2 separate regions of the Triticum aestivum genome follow, and region 2 is linked to region 1. A link is a contact called in public Hi-C data. All regions are on one chromosome and are shown on one strand. Each heading gives the region's core, a stretch centred on a gene start, on an enhancer-like site or on the middle of the called end of the contact. The rest is flanking DNA. Distances are from core to core; before and after follow the strand shown. Region 1 has its middle 170 kb from the start of LOC123138125. Region 2 holds the start of LOC123138126 (homeobox-leucine zipper protein HOX16).

Region 1 (2,760 bases), core at 140-2,639:
AATTAATCTTACCATTCGAAAAATTGTTTGTGACATTTTCCATGAGAAGTTTATAAAATGTAAAAAATATTATTTTACTTTATAAAAAAAGTCCTTACCATTCAGTAAAACTGCACGGGAAATTAAAAAAATGTTCACGGGTTTCAAAAAAAATGGGAAATTTTTATAAAATGCTTATATAATGTAAAAGTGAATGTTAGAGGTTTTTTTTAAATTTTTTATATGAAATTCAAAAAGAAAATTGCAATACTGAAAACATGTTCTAACACTTAAATATGGTTTGCATGTTTAAACGAAATGTTCACGGCATTTACGAAAAACGTTCAACATGTGTTAAAAAGATTCACCGTGGATTCAAAATATGTTGGAAAAATGTTGAATGTCTATGTGAAAAAATTAATGTCTATTAAAGATGTTCAATGTGTACTCAAAAATTGTTCTATGTGTATACGAAAAATGTTAAACCTGTAAATGAAAAATGTTTAACCTTTATTTAAGTAATACATTAAGGGTATTTTAGAAAAAACAGAAAAAAATGAATAACAGAACTGGCAAAAAACCATGAAAACTGAAAGAGAAACACATAGGGAAAATGGAAGAAAAGCGATATAGAAAAAAACAAGAAAATGCAACGCAAAAAAATTGCACAAAAGGTTCTAAAACTTGTTTGTAGAAACTTCACAAAGCCAGTATACTAGCCCCACACCCCAAACGAGCGCACAGTCAAGCGCTTCAAACGAGATGGAGCTAGGTCTCGTAATAAATGAGACAAGGCTACCGCGATTGTTTCTTCTTGTTTTTTTCTTCTTTTCTTCCCATATTTTCTCAGAGAAATTCTCTCCCCGTTGGTGAATCATAAATTGTTTTTTTAGCTGGCGTGAATCATAAATTCCCGTTGGTGTAACAACCTACCGTCAAGGACCTTGGCGGTAGGAATCATCCCTACCGTCAATTAGGCTACTGGCCTGTACAAACCTACCGCCAGTGCCCGACGGTAGGTGCGAGCATGCATTATGTTTTATACTTAGAAAATTTTCCCAGTAGAGTATGTAGCCCTACCGCGAAGGACGTAGACTGTTATACCCTACAGCCGTGGACCCTGATGGTAAGAAAAGAGGCAGATTTCGAAATTTTTGCAAGACAAGGTCAGATCTCGATCAATTTTTAGAAAAAAGGTCAAAACACGAAATTTAGGCACCACGCGTGCGGTGGTGAAGGATCGGACGGACGGAGCCGTGCACCGAAACTCGGAAGGGAGTCGGATGGGTGATGCCACATGATATTGCTGGACTGCTCAAGCCGTCCCGTCAGGCATCAGCATCATGGGGCAGTGGCTGCGGCGTCCGGTGCAGCCAGAGCCAGCGATGCGAGGCTGGACCGGGGCGTGGGGCAGACGGTCCCTACGTACTACTACTACGTGCGGGCGTCGGATGGGGGGACACGGAACATGGCCGAAGCAGCAGAATGCCAGAATCGATCGGCCCCTGGTGGAAAGCGCCGATGGACGGACTGGTCGAAGACGCGCCCGTTGCCTACCCGCCGCTTGCTCGCTGGCTGGTGGTCCAGTCGATCGATCCAAGCCACTGCCATCTGCTCCTGTTCCTCCGCCCGCCCCATGGCCCCGGCTCCGGCTCCAGGTGCGGCTTCCTTTCCGTCACCCGATTCGCTGCGAACCACGACACACTCGCGAGTCACTCCGCACCGCACCTACCACCAGCCCAAACTACCACTGTTGGTAGAGCACTAGCAGTAGACTAGAATACGTTTTCACCGGCACGACGCGCCGCTGCGGCTGCCGGCGCGCTTGCGTCCACGGGATGATGATCCTTGCCTGCGTTGCTACCGCATGGCAGGCGGATAGCGAGCGCGGCGCTGCAAGCGGCAAAACTGCACTGCTCGGATTACGACTTGGAAACCTGGACAGCGTGAGGATGCAGGCGAGAGCAAGCAAGTTTTTGTTCTCTTGCCGCCCCGGTCGCCTCCTCTCATCATCACATCTCGTCTCGTCTGCCCCCTCCCCCGTCCACACAACGACACCAACAGCACATCACGCAATCAAGAGATCGCTTATCACCCACCATAGCCGTACCAATCGACGTCCGTCTCAGCCCGGCCGCGCTTCAATTTTCATGCACACAAAACACTGCGCTAGATAGCCAGTCCCCCTCCTCGCCGGTGTGAATTTCAGATACGCGCAGCATGAATTTTCCTAGCCCGCAGACGTTTCGCTTGCCGCCTCGCTATATTTCCAGTCGCCGTCAGAAATGAATTTCATTTCCCCGTCCTTCTCTTCCTTTCTACACGCGACACGAACACGACCGATCGCGACCGCGGCAGATGCTTTCGGGTCGACTGTGAGGCCAACCTCGATCCCCAGGCTAGATTTTTTCCTTCCAAAGCGACGAGCGGATTAACACAAATAGAGCAGCAGCACAACCGACCCGGTGCATGGCACACATTGACACGCCATTACGGCCAGGGCCCCGCCGGCTTTGGTAGCACCTGTAATCTTTCCTGCATGCGACGTCGCCGTCGAGGAGAGGTGGAATCCTGGCTATGCTTTGTGAGTGGGGGCTGCACAGGACAAAAGGTGCTCCCGCGTCCAATCAATCAAGGCCACGCTAGGGAGAAATGCTCTTGTCATGTGCCTGTTAGACTTGGCCAATTAACTACTCCTGCTGGTGAGGGCACTAGTTTATCCCTGAGATAATCCGATCATGGGCTGGCTAGCTTGATGCCAATTCAGCGCATGACAACAAT
Region 2 (2,760 bases), core at 157-2,656, 190 kb after region 1:
GCCTCCGCCGCCGCCTGCTCCGGCTCCGAGGCGTCGACGGCTGCACCGAAGCTGCCTTCCGGCGCCTCCTTATCTTGCATCTTCTCGGTCAACGTTACCACCTGACGCCACAAAGATGGATCTCCCAAATCAAACTCAGCAGCGGAAGCCACGGTGCCCGGCCGGTGGTGAAGTGTGGTTGACTTTGATTACCTGTGACCGGAGCCGGTGGTTGTCCTGGAGGAGGGCGTCGTGGTCGGCGCGGAGGGCGTCGAAGGACGCCTTGAGGCGGTCGAAGTCGCGCTCCAGCGTCTTTGTCTTCCACCGGGCGCGGCGGTTCTGGAACCAGACGGCCACCTGGCGTGGCTGCAGGCCGAGCTTGCGGGCCAGCTCCGTCTTCCTCTCCGGCTCCAGCTTGTTCTCCTCCTCGAAGCTCCTCTCCAGCAGGTGGACCTACACACGTACGCGTGGCGCGCATGCACCGTCAGAATTAATTCGGATGAACAGAGCATCATCTTCGCTACTGTAGCAACGAATTGTCACCTGCTCCGGGGTGAGGCGCCGCTTCTTCTCCGGGAGCTGCTCGTCGTAGTACTCCTCCTCGAGCATGTCATCCGGCGAGGTGAAGAAGGGCCGCTTCACGCCGCGCCCTTCTTCCATGCCGCCGAGGACCGGTCTCACCCCTTCATCACTCAAACATGGCAACCCCAATCAGTACACCAATCACTCTCCAGTCTCCACACAAAAGCTACTCCTACTTGCCTAACGAACCAAACAACCGGGATCGAGAAAACTAGTAGGGGATGAGAATATGATACCTCGATGGAACATGCCGGCCGCGCCGGCGATACCGCCCGCGCCACAGTCCATGAAGAGCATCTGTCCGTTGCCGGAGCCCGACGTGTTGAAGATGAGCCGGCCGGGCTCCATCGCAGAGAAAGCTTCAAGAAGTTGCGTTGGTTGTCGATCGAACGGGGGGCGAAATCAAATGAAAAAGACGTATATATACAGCTGCTGCGCGGCGGAGGGGCTCTTATAAGAAGCAGGACGAGGAGGCGATCATGGCGGCGAGCTTGTGGCGGAAGAAGCTGGTGCTCCACAGAAGCCGCGTGGGCGTCTTCATCGGCATAAGCGAAATCCCCATCATACACGCCCCAGTCCCGAGGTCCCGAGAGATCTCCTCAGGCCTGCGGGGAGGAGACCACTCACAGGAGGAGTGGGAGGCCTAGCTACTTCCTCGCCGGAGAAGACGCAAACCAGAGCGGGACAATTCGGCCGGCCGGAGGAGAGGTTGGTGGTGGAAGGGAGCTCAAGAAGAAATGGAAATCTTTTTCTTGATTTTCTTAACGAGGGACAACCAATTTTCTATTGCTTATAGTATATTTTTTTCTTGTGGAGGACACTGATCGGCTAAAGTTTGAAGAAATGGGGAGGAGCCTTCTTATAGGCGCCAGGGCGGTGTTGATTGACGAGTTTGTCCCTTGGTGGCAGCGGTGGGTGGGACGAATTGGCGGAGGATCGAGACGGAACCAACGGGAGCTGGACGCCGGGTGTCTGATCTTGATATTCTGATGTGATCTTTTGCTCTCAAAGGTAAAAAATGTACTCCTAGTTATAGGAATTACAAGGTGTTTCCTCTTTTCTTGTCAAACCTAGAACTTACAGTGTGCTCTTTTTCCCTTCTGGAAATGACCTTACATAGTATGGAGGTTGGAGATGGCTCTCTATGCTATCAAGATCTTTTGTGGCTGGAACCATGTTCTTTTCTCATGTGTTGAGTTTATTCTTGTGATAATAAAAAGACACACGCTCGTGCGTACGCAAGTATATGCGCACTATACCTGGCCATCTGTCGGGCCGGGCCGGCCTACCAAAGCCCGGCACAATAAACCTAGGCCCGAGCTCGGCTCGGCCATCGGGTCTAAAAATCAGGCCCAAGCCTGGCCCATCACGCAAAAAGCCCGCCGGACCTTCTTCCTTAAATTGCGAATACGACGGGCCCAGGCCTGGCCAGGGGCAAGGTCGGTCGGGCTTTTTTGGGTCAGGTCGGGCCGCCCGGGTCGGGCTGCCCATGGCCAGGTAAATGGGCACCCACACTCATCAATAGAAGCACGGCAACGAATCAAATTTTCGTGTGGTGAAGATTAGGGATAAATATGTTGAATTTGTTAAATTCAAATTCATGTTGAATATACCAGCATGAGGTCGTATTCACCCGGGTAATGCTAGACCTACGTAAATTTTGTTACGTGTTTTACGTAAGCAGCAACGTCGATCAGTATTATTGGATAGGGAGGAGCGACGGGGCCCACCCTTGAAATTCAGAGGGGGGGGGGGCGAGAAGAGTAGATTTGAAATTTATGTAGGGAGTTCGTAGCGGGTTCATAGGTCTAGCATTATCAATATTCACCCCATCGCTAGAGTCTAAGGTTTGTACCTTGTGCATTCTATCTATTTTTTCATCGTTGGGACTATCTATCAATTATGTTTAGCAAATAAGTACCTTAATTACAAAACCTCTCTCTCTCTCTCATTTGAGTTATTTAAACAAATTTTTACATATCTTTAAGATTTGACTGGCATGCTTTAACTTCTATATGGATATAGTAGAATCAATTTTGGTGGTGTCAATGTAGATTCTCTTCTCATTAAAGCTTTTCGTTAGATCCTAACATGACATATAGTTTATTCGAACCCGGGTCACCGCCTTTCCCTTACTTTGATGATGGGAAATATAGAAGTTCCTTAAGAAACCAAACACATGTTCCTTGTCGTCGAAGA

The links. Hi-C and Micro-C count contacts between places; a contact is called where the count stands out from the background.
Region 2: a Hi-C map of leaf shows a contact between it and region 1, with 5 times the contacts expected there. The contact joins the promoter of LOC123138126 here to the enhancer-like site in region 1. A contact is called at or near these places in 3 of 5 Hi-C or Micro-C datasets (all in leaf).

The regions. Positions count from the first base shown.
Region 1 is chr6B:576,173,287-576,176,046 of IWGSC CS RefSeq v2.1, forward strand. No RefSeq gene overlaps it. Among protein-coding and RNA genes, the nearest start is that of LOC123138125, 170 kb to the left of the region's middle. Within about 2 kb of position 1,390, at least 6 of the 8 cell types and tissues checked have an H3K27ac peak or open chromatin away from gene starts, as enhancers often do. A contact at or near this core is called in leaf, where this site is marked.
Region 2 is chr6B:576,363,544-576,366,303 of IWGSC CS RefSeq v2.1, forward strand. It overlaps LOC123138126 (homeobox-leucine zipper protein HOX16), which reads right to left and starts at 1,407. Exons shown (of 4, transcript XM_044558032.1): 1 at 798-1,407; 2 at 523-670; 3 at 193-432; 4 at 1-101. The coding sequence starts at 639.